2 separate regions of the Sus scrofa genome follow, and region 1 is linked to region 2. The links are chromatin contacts, called in public Hi-C maps. All regions are on one chromosome and are shown on one strand. The core of a region is the stretch at or near the end of the contact, and the rest is flanking DNA. Distances in the headings are between cores, read along the strand shown.

The links. A called contact is a pair of places that touch in the nucleus more often than the background predicts.
Region 1: a contact with region 2 is called in a Hi-C map of liver, with 6 times the contacts expected there. The contact joins the promoter of RCC1L here to the promoter of LIMK1 in region 2. A contact is called at or near these places in 3 of 47 Hi-C or Micro-C datasets (embryonic fibroblasts, heart right ventricle and liver) and 1 of 2 datasets of contacts at active chromatin or transcription factors (alveolar macrophages).

Annotation. Positions count from the first base shown.
Region 1 is chr3:11,913,497-11,917,820 of Sscrofa11.1, reverse strand. RCC1L (RCC1-like G exchanging factor-like protein) reads right to left here and starts at 2,281. Exons shown (of 11, transcript XM_003354511.5): 1 at 1,880-2,281. The coding sequence starts at 2,221.
Region 2 is chr3:11,250,029-11,254,372 of Sscrofa11.1, reverse strand. It overlaps LIMK1 (LIM domain kinase 1), which reads right to left and starts at 1,553. Exons shown (of 16, transcript XM_021086335.1): 1 at 1,428-1,553. The coding sequence starts at 1,482.

The DNA of each region.
Region 1 (4,324 bases), core at 1,032-3,531, 660 kb before region 2:
AAGAGCAACCAAAAAGAATAAAATGCTTAGGAATAAATTTAACAGATGTGTAAGATCTGTACACCGTAAACTACAAAAAACATAGTTGAGAGAAATTAAAGACCTAATTGTCTTTTTTTTTTTTTTGTCTTTTCTAGGGCCAAACCCACGGCATATAGAGGTTCCCAGGCTAGGGGTCTAGTCGGAGCTGTAGCCGCCGGCCTACACCACAGCCACAGCCACGGATCCAAGCCACATCTGCGAGCTATACCACAGCTCACAGCTCACAGCAACGCCAGATTTTCAACCCACTGAGCAAGGCCAGGGATGGAACCTGCAACCTCATGGTTCCTAGTCAGATTTGTTAACCACTAAGCCACAACAGGAACTCCTTAAAAACCTAATTAAATGGGGAGACATTACATGTTCATAGATTAGAAGACACAAAATTGCTTAGATGGCATTTGTGTCCAAATCAACGTATAGATTCAATGTAATCGCTATCAAAATCTCAGTAGGTACTGTCGCAGAAATTAACAAGCTAGTCCTAAAATTTATATGGAAAAGCAAAACACCCAGAAGAGCCAAAATTTACCTTTCGCAATTTCAAAACTAGTTATAAAGCTACAGTAATCAAGAGTGTACTTTTAGCATAATGAGAAACATATAGATCAATGGATCAGAATTGAGAGTTCCAGAATAAATCCTTACATTTACAGTCATACTGATTTTCACAAAGGTGCCAAGACAATTCAGTAAGGAAATAATTTCAACTAATGATAATACTAGCCACATTCTACTCTCACTTCCACAGCACCCAAAAGTCAACTCGAATGACTAGCTTGTTAACCTAAATATAAGAACGAAAACTATGACGTTCCTAGACAATACCTTAGGAAAATTATCTTTGTAATCTTAGATTAGGCAAAGATTTCTCAGATATACCAAATATACGATTCACAGTAGAAAAACTTAACTGAATTTCATTAAAATTAAAAGCTTATGCTCTCCCAAGGGCAGTATTAAGAAATGAAAAAGAAAATCCATAGATTGGCAGAAAATATTTCCACCTTATATATATATATATATATAATATATATATATATATATATGACAAGGTACCTAATCCAGAATACATAAATAACTCTTACAACTCAAAATGAAGAAATCAAAACAACTTTTCAATCATCTGGAGCTTAAATTCCCTGTTTTTCTCGATCTACCCTTTTCATTAAAAAATCACTGGATATCCTTGAAAGAGAAGTCAGAAGCCAAACCGATCAAATTTGCTTCTTTTTCACCACCCATCAAGATGTCCACAACCACCCGAGGCAAGAATCTATCCTAAGCATCCATTTTTGCACTAATGGGTGCTGGCTGCCGAGACAAACTCCCGTCCCGCAACGATTCTTTGCATCACCTTTTCAAAACTGAGTAAACTCAGGGGCCTTCATCCTTCCCCTCATTCCTGTAAGCGCTCTAGTTTCCTTTCCAAGTAGTTCATCGACTCCAGCCAGCCACGTTTTCTCCGACCTCATAAAATCGTCTTTCCTAAAATCAGAACTTCTGCTGGAGCCTGGCCCGAGGGCGAATCCTAGTATACAAACTTCAACCAGCTGCGGGGCCACGGACCTTCCTCTCAACCTCTCTGAGCCTCCCTTTCCTCGCCCATAACTGTGCCACAAACCCGACTCCTGGGGTGATGCGCAAATGAGAGACAAAACACCTAGGACATTTCGCCACTCCCTCAACTTGGCAGCGCCCTAGGGCCTCCCCCCGCCCGCAGCCCGGTCGAGGATCTTTCTCCCCGAAGTCCGTCCACCCGTCGCCAAGTGCCTCGAGAGACGGCGGCGGAGACCCGAGGAGGAAACGGAGGAAGGGAGGGAGCTGCAGAGCGCACCTTTTGGTCCAGCTCCAGGCGGTAAGGTACACACTGGATCCTGCGGCGCGGCCGCAAGCCGGCGTGAGGATGGGGCCCAGAGCTGGGCAGCACGAAGGTGGGCACGCCCAGCGCCCCCGAGAAGCTGAAGCCCCACACGAAGATGCGGTCGGCGCGGGCCGCACGCTCGCCCACGTACTGGAACACCGGCGCCTCCGCCTCGGCCTCGGCCGCCTCGCGCCGACTCCGAGAGCGCCCGGCCGCCGTCCAGTGCCCGCGCCCCAGCCGCAGCCCCAGCCCCAGCCCCCGCCCGCTCAGCCAGTTCCCCAGCCGAGCCCTCGCCGCCAGCGCCACCAGCGCCATCCTCCGCTTCACGTTTCAGCCGCTCCTGGGCGCTGCCATATTGGTGACCCTTGACCCCAAGCCCCGGCGGAAGAACCCAGGGTCACGTTTACGAATGGGTGAAGGCAAAGACGCTGAGGGTAGCCAATGGCTCAAGGAGGCGAGAGGGCTGGGCGGAGCCTGTTAGTCCCCGATCCTGAGTGAGTCGACCTGGGGAACCCTTCCCGGCCCTGCCCACTTAGTTTGCAACTTTTCGCGGTGCTGCAGCAGCCCGCAGCCGGCCTGAACTCACTCTCCTTGCCGCACAGCGCACGTTTGCGGAGCACGCTGCTGGCTCTGGTGGGCACTTTCATTTTGCTTTTTTGGCAGTCGGCAGGAGTAAAATTTAAGGGGTTGCCTACTCTGTACGACTCCAGCGTAGTGCTCGCCCCCTACCCACGGTCCCTCGTCATTTCTTACCTGGCCGTGTTGCCTCTGTTCCCGCTCTCCCGCCGCTGGGTCAGTGCTGCAATCCCTGCTGTTTTCCACAGCATCACCTCTGCCCCTCAGCCCGTCACTCCCCTTAAGTCAGGTGGCTCTGCCTGTTAAACAGCTTAACAATAACCCACAACCTTCGGACCAACTCAGGGGGCTCTGCTTGTAATTTCTAAACCCCAGGGATTTTTCAGGTTTCCTCACGTTGCACACAGTGCCTCGAATGCCCTCCCCACTGCCCTCCTCTCACCGCAGATGCCTAGCAAATTCCTACTCACCTTCAAGGATCCAGCTGGAGCACCTTCTTCAAGGTTTCATAACGGCAGATTGTCCTCACCGGTTTAGTACTAGAGTTTAGCATGCAACGGAGGACGCCCTCATGAGCGATTTGGGAGTCTGAGCACCTGGGTTCCTGTGCTGGCTCTGCTACTGACCTGCTCCCTGATGTTAGGAGGTTGTCTCCCTTCTCTGGATCTCATCTCTAAAATGAGGAGGTTAAAAAAAAAGAAATGAAGTTTAAAAATAAATGAGCTGTGGAGTTCCCATTGTGGCTCAGTGGGTTAAGAACCCGACTAGTGTCCATGAGGATGCGGATGCTGTCCCTGGCCTCGATTAGTGGGGTTAAAGGATCCAGCATTGTCGTCAGCTGCGGTGTAGGTCACAGACGTGTCTTGGATCTGGTGTTGCTGTGGCTGTGGTGTAGGCCAGTGGCTACAGCTCCAATTCGACCTCTAGCCTGGGAACTTCCCTATGCTGCAGGTGCAGCTTAAAAAAGAAAAAGGAGGAGTTTCCGTCGTGGCGCAGTGGTTAACGAATCCGACTAGGAACCATGAGATTGCAGGTTCAATCCCTGGCCTTGCTCAGTGGGTTAACGATCCGGCGTTGCCGTGAGCTGTGGTGTAGGTTGCAGACTCGGCTCGGATCCCGAGTTGCTGTGGCTCTGGCGTAGGCCGGTGGCTGCAGCTCCGATTCGACCCCTAGCCTGGGAACCTCCATATGCTGCAGGAGCGGCCCAAGAAATAGCAAAAAGACAAAAAAAAAAAAAAAGGAAAAGGAAAAAATAGAAGCAATGTTTGAATTTCGTGGCCTGTAGGTGCTCTTGCAGCCCATTATGATCCATGACAGTCATTCCCAAATATTAACCCCAAATGCTGAGAGCAAACTATCTCTTTTAGATTTTCCTTCTCTTGCCTCCTTTTCTCTCCTCTTTGCTTCATAGCTGTGACAACTCTAATAATAGCTAGTTATTTTGCCCGCAAAAGTGAGTTTATTCAGGAGTAGGAAGAGAAATTGCAGCTTGGGAAGCATAAGCTACGGCAGACCACAGGCAAATCCAGAAAACAAGAAAAGGGAACTTGCTTTTATAGGGAAAAGAGGATAATTGGGAGGGGCTATGATAACCAAAGAATCCATTGGAGAAAGCTGGAAGCCCAAAGTATGGAGGCTTCTCATTGGATGACCTGCTAAAGCAAAGGCACCTTCCTGTCCCAGATGTAGGCATTTGTCTCCTGTTTCGAGTGATTGAAGCCGCATGGTGGGGCTTGAGAGCGCCCTCTACAGGCCTTTCCCAACTCCGACGTTAGCTGTCAATTTCACAACACCTACATTGGATTAGATGGGCAAAAAAAAGTTTAACCTTAACTATGTACA
Region 2 (4,344 bases), core at 304-2,803:
CCACGGCTACGTCACCAAGCCCCTCTGCGCCTCAGTTTCTCTATCTGTAAACCGAGGAGGAGGAGCAGATGTCTGCCCTCCAGCAATGGCATTCTTCAACGCAGGGTCCGGCAAGAGAAAATGGGGAGAGAGAAAGCAGCATGATTTAGAAATAAGGCAGTGGCACTCCTGTCACAGCTCCCTTTCCTCCCCTGCCTGCCCAGGAAGTGGACCCTTCAAAGGGCAGGGACCGGACAGAGCTATGGAAGGCCTGGCTATGCCCTGGCCTAACAAGGGGCCAGGGCCACAGGGCTGAGCAATCCCAGACACCTGCTCCGGGGAGGCCTGGCACCTGGTCAAGCTGGCCTCTAGGCATGCTTAGTCATCCTTAGGGCCTGGCACCCTTGGGGCTGGGTGGGCCCTAGAGATCCCCCAGCTTGCCCCTTCCTGTTATACAGATGGGGAGACTGAACCCTGGAAAGGGTAAGGCTGGCTGGGTCACTAGCCAGGCTCCAAGACCCTCCAAGAGGACCTAGAGACCCAGGGGCTACCATAAGGTGGGCCCCTGCTCCAAGTGGGCCTTCACAGACCTGGGGGAAGGCTGGCAGGAGTCCTAGGAGAGGGCAGGGCTGGAGGGGCCAGCACAGTAGGATCTTTGTTGGAACAGGAAGGCCTATGAGGTGGCTCAGCAACAGAAAGCTGGGAAAGAAGACCCCATGGAGGGAATCTGGGGTGGGGGGGCTTCATACCCTAACTGTCCTGCAAGGCCAAGGCTTGGGGCCCAGTAGGGGCAAGGGACGCTAGAGGACGCTATTATGAGTCATCCTCCCAGCCAAGACTGGCAGGCACTAGGTTTGGTGCAGAGAGAGGGGTTGGGGGCCCCAGTACACAGCCAAAGGTTCCATGCAGGCGCACCTCTGCTCTGCCCACCCGGCTCCCAACAACGAGGACCGGGGCCCAACTGTCCAAAAGGGTAAACTGAGGCCTGGCCGGTAGCGCCTGGCTCAAGGTCACGAGTCGGCCAGGCGCGGGGCTGCGCCTCGGACCCAGAACTGCGGCTTCCCCAGCATCTCTTCTTTCCCAAACGGGCTAGAGAATGGGTAAGGGCTGGGCAGGCGGTGCTAGGGATTCCTCCGGGGTGGTCGTGGGTCGGGGGATGGGAGAAGGTAGGGATGAAAGGGAGGAGGGGCCCTCCGCCCGCGGGAGGGCAGCCCACCCGGGCGAGGAGGGGGAAACGGGATGGGAGCGTATCAGGGAGGGGCCTACGGGCTTCGGAAGGACGAGCTCATCCCGGAGGACACAGGGGCGCGGCCCGGCGGCAGACCCGGCCTCCACGGCGGCCCGGCCCGGCCCCCTCCCGTGCCCCCCGCTTCCCCGTCTTCCCCCGCGCGGCGCCCCCGCCCGCCAGGCCCCGGGGTCGGCGTCCCGCCGGCCAGCGCCCCGCGCACCTTCCTCTCCCATACGTTCTTCCCTCCAGGTGCAACAAAGTAGCGTCAACCTCATGCACTCGGCGGGGGGCGGGGCCCGGCGGGGCTGGGGCTGGGGGCGGCCCGGGCCCGGTGCGCTCGCCCGCAGCCGCCACCGCCGCCGCCGCCGCCGCCGGCCCGGGAGGCGGGGGCGGAGAGCGCGGGCCGGGCCGGAGTGGGCTCGGGGCTCGCGGCGCCGCCGCCGCCTCTCGGACACCGGCACCGGCTCCGCGCCGCGGCGGCCTGGGCACCAAGCGGAGGGGCGGGCCGGGGCGGGGCCTCGGAGCTGCGGCACGGGGGCGGGGCGGGGCGCGGGCGAGCGGCGGATCTGCCCTGCGCGGCCCCGCCCCGCGCCTTCAGCGGCGCCCCGCCCCGCCCGGCCCCGCTCGGCTCGGCTCCTGCTTTCATTCATCTTTCCTGAACGGCAATTCTCTGCTCGGCGCCCCCGAGCCAAGCGGAAAGCTGCGGCTTAGGTGGGATACGTGCTCTGATTCAGCGACAACCTAGGGGATGTAGAAACTCCAATTAGGGGCCTCAGTTTCCCCGCGGGGAGCGCCTCTGACCCCAAGCCTGCTGGATAGAACCTAGAACCGAGACCTGACCCGGAGGAGAAGTTCTGGACCCTGAGGACCGTAGTGGTTGCCTCAGGGAGGGGCGCCTGCCAGGTCCTCTCCCTCTCTGAGGCCTGCCAGTGAAGGCAGGCTCCGGCAGGGACGGGGGGAAGGAGATGGCCACGTTTCAGGCCCTCACCAGCTAGGCAGGGGCGCTAAGGGAGCAGGACCTTGGGGAGGATGTGACACCTGAGCTCAGGGATTTGCTTCTCCTAGTGCTGGAGACCGGGAGCTGGCGCCGCCCTGCCCCTGGTTCAGGGGGCACAGCTGGATGGGGTTTTGGCTGAGTGAAGTGGCCAGAGGAATTGGGCGGTCCCTAAAGCACACGGTGCTCAGTCCAGCACTGGGAGCCTGGAGCACCCCGCCAACAGCTGAAGAATCTACAACTAACCCTTACAGAATGGACTTGTGGCCACAAAAGATTCTTGAAAAGAAGCCAGAGATTGGAGTTCCTGTTGTGGTGCAGTGGTTAACGAATCTGACTAGGAACCATGAGATTGCAGGTTTGATCCCTGGCCTTGCTCAGTGGGTTAAGGATCTGGCGTTGCCGTGAGCTGTGGTGTAGGTCGCAGACGCAGCTCGGATCCCACATTGCTGTGGCTCTGGTGTAGGCCGGTGGCTACAGCTCTGAGTAGACCCACTAGCCTGGGAACCTACATATGCCCTGCGAGTGGCCCTAGAAAAGGAAGAAAAAAAAAAAGGCAGAGATTGAAGACTGTGAGACTAGCGAAGAGGGAGTTCCTGTTGTGGTGCAGGGGGTTAAGAATCTGGCTAGTATCCATGAGGACGCAGGTTTTTTTTTTTTTTTTTTTTTTTTTTGTTGTTGTTGTTGCTATTTCTTGGGCCGCTCCCGCGGCACATGGAGGTTCCCAGGCTAGGGGTTGAATCGGAGCTGTAGCCACTGGCCTATGCCAGAGCCACAGCAACGCGGGATCCGAGCCGTGTCTGCAACCTACACCACAGCTCACGGCAACGCTGGATCATCAACCCACTGAGCAAGGGCAGGGACCGAACCCGCAACCTCATGGTTCCTAGTCGGATTCGTTAACCACTGCGCCACGACGGGAACTCCAGGACGCAGGTTTGATCCCTGGCCTCCCTCTGTGGGTTAAAGGATCAGGCATTACCATGAGCTGCAGTGTAGGCCACAGATGCAGCTTGGATCTGGCATTGCTGTGGCTGTGCAGCTCTGATTTGACCCCTAGCCCTGGAGCCTTCATATGCAGCAGGTGCGACCCTTTAAAAAAAAAAAAAAAAGACAAGCAAAGAGAGAGCGTGGGCACTTCCCTGTCTTGTAGGAGCTCCTTGTCAGCCACAGTTCCTGGTGAAGCCAAGGATCAGCTCATCGGATCTGACATATTCAGCCACATTGTTCATCCAAGTTATTAAGCCTTTTTTTTTTAACCAAAAGCAAAAAAAAAGCAGTTTTGTCCTTTTAATTCATATTGTTCATCTTATCTTTACAACATTCTCCTTAAGCACTGTTTTTGCATTGATATGTGGTGAACATATTTATATAGTGAAGCATGTATCTAACTCGTTAAGTGAAGACGTCTATGCGTGTGGCTCTCATCTTAATTTGGGCGCCCTGGCTTGGATGTGTTAGGCTTTTCTTTTTGGCCACCCCCCCGGCACATGGACTTTCGGGGCCAGGGGTCAGATATGAACCACATCTGGGGCAACGTAACCCATGGTGCTTATGGGCTGGGGATCGAACCTGCATCCTGGCACTGCAGAGGCACCACCCATCCGGTTGCGCCACAGCAGGAACTCCTATTTGGGGTCTTTTGTGGTCCTATAGGAATTTTAGGATTGTTTCTGTGGGAGGATGTGGGCTGAAGACCTATTCTACCAGTGCCATCTTGCTAATGTCATCTCCCTGTAGTTTTCCTGCAGTCTTTGGCTTTGGTAGCAGGCTAATGCTGGCCTCTTAGAATGAACTTGGAAAGGTTTCTCCTTTTCGGTCTTTTGGAAGAGTTTCAGGAGGATTGGTATAAATTCTTCTTTAAATATTTGGTAGAAGTCACCAGTGAAACCATCTGGTCCTGGCTTTTCTTTGTTGGGAGTATTGATTACTGATTCATTCTCCTGACTTGTTATTGGTCTCTTCAGATTTTCTCGTTTTTCATAATTCAGTCTTGGCAGGTTGTATGTTTTTAGGAATTTATTCATTTCTTGTAGGCGATTCAACTTGTTGGCATACAATTCTTCCAGCTTCTTTTCTACTTTTTTTTTTTTTTTTTTTTTTTTTTGCTTTTTAGGGCCACACCCACAGCATATGGAGATTC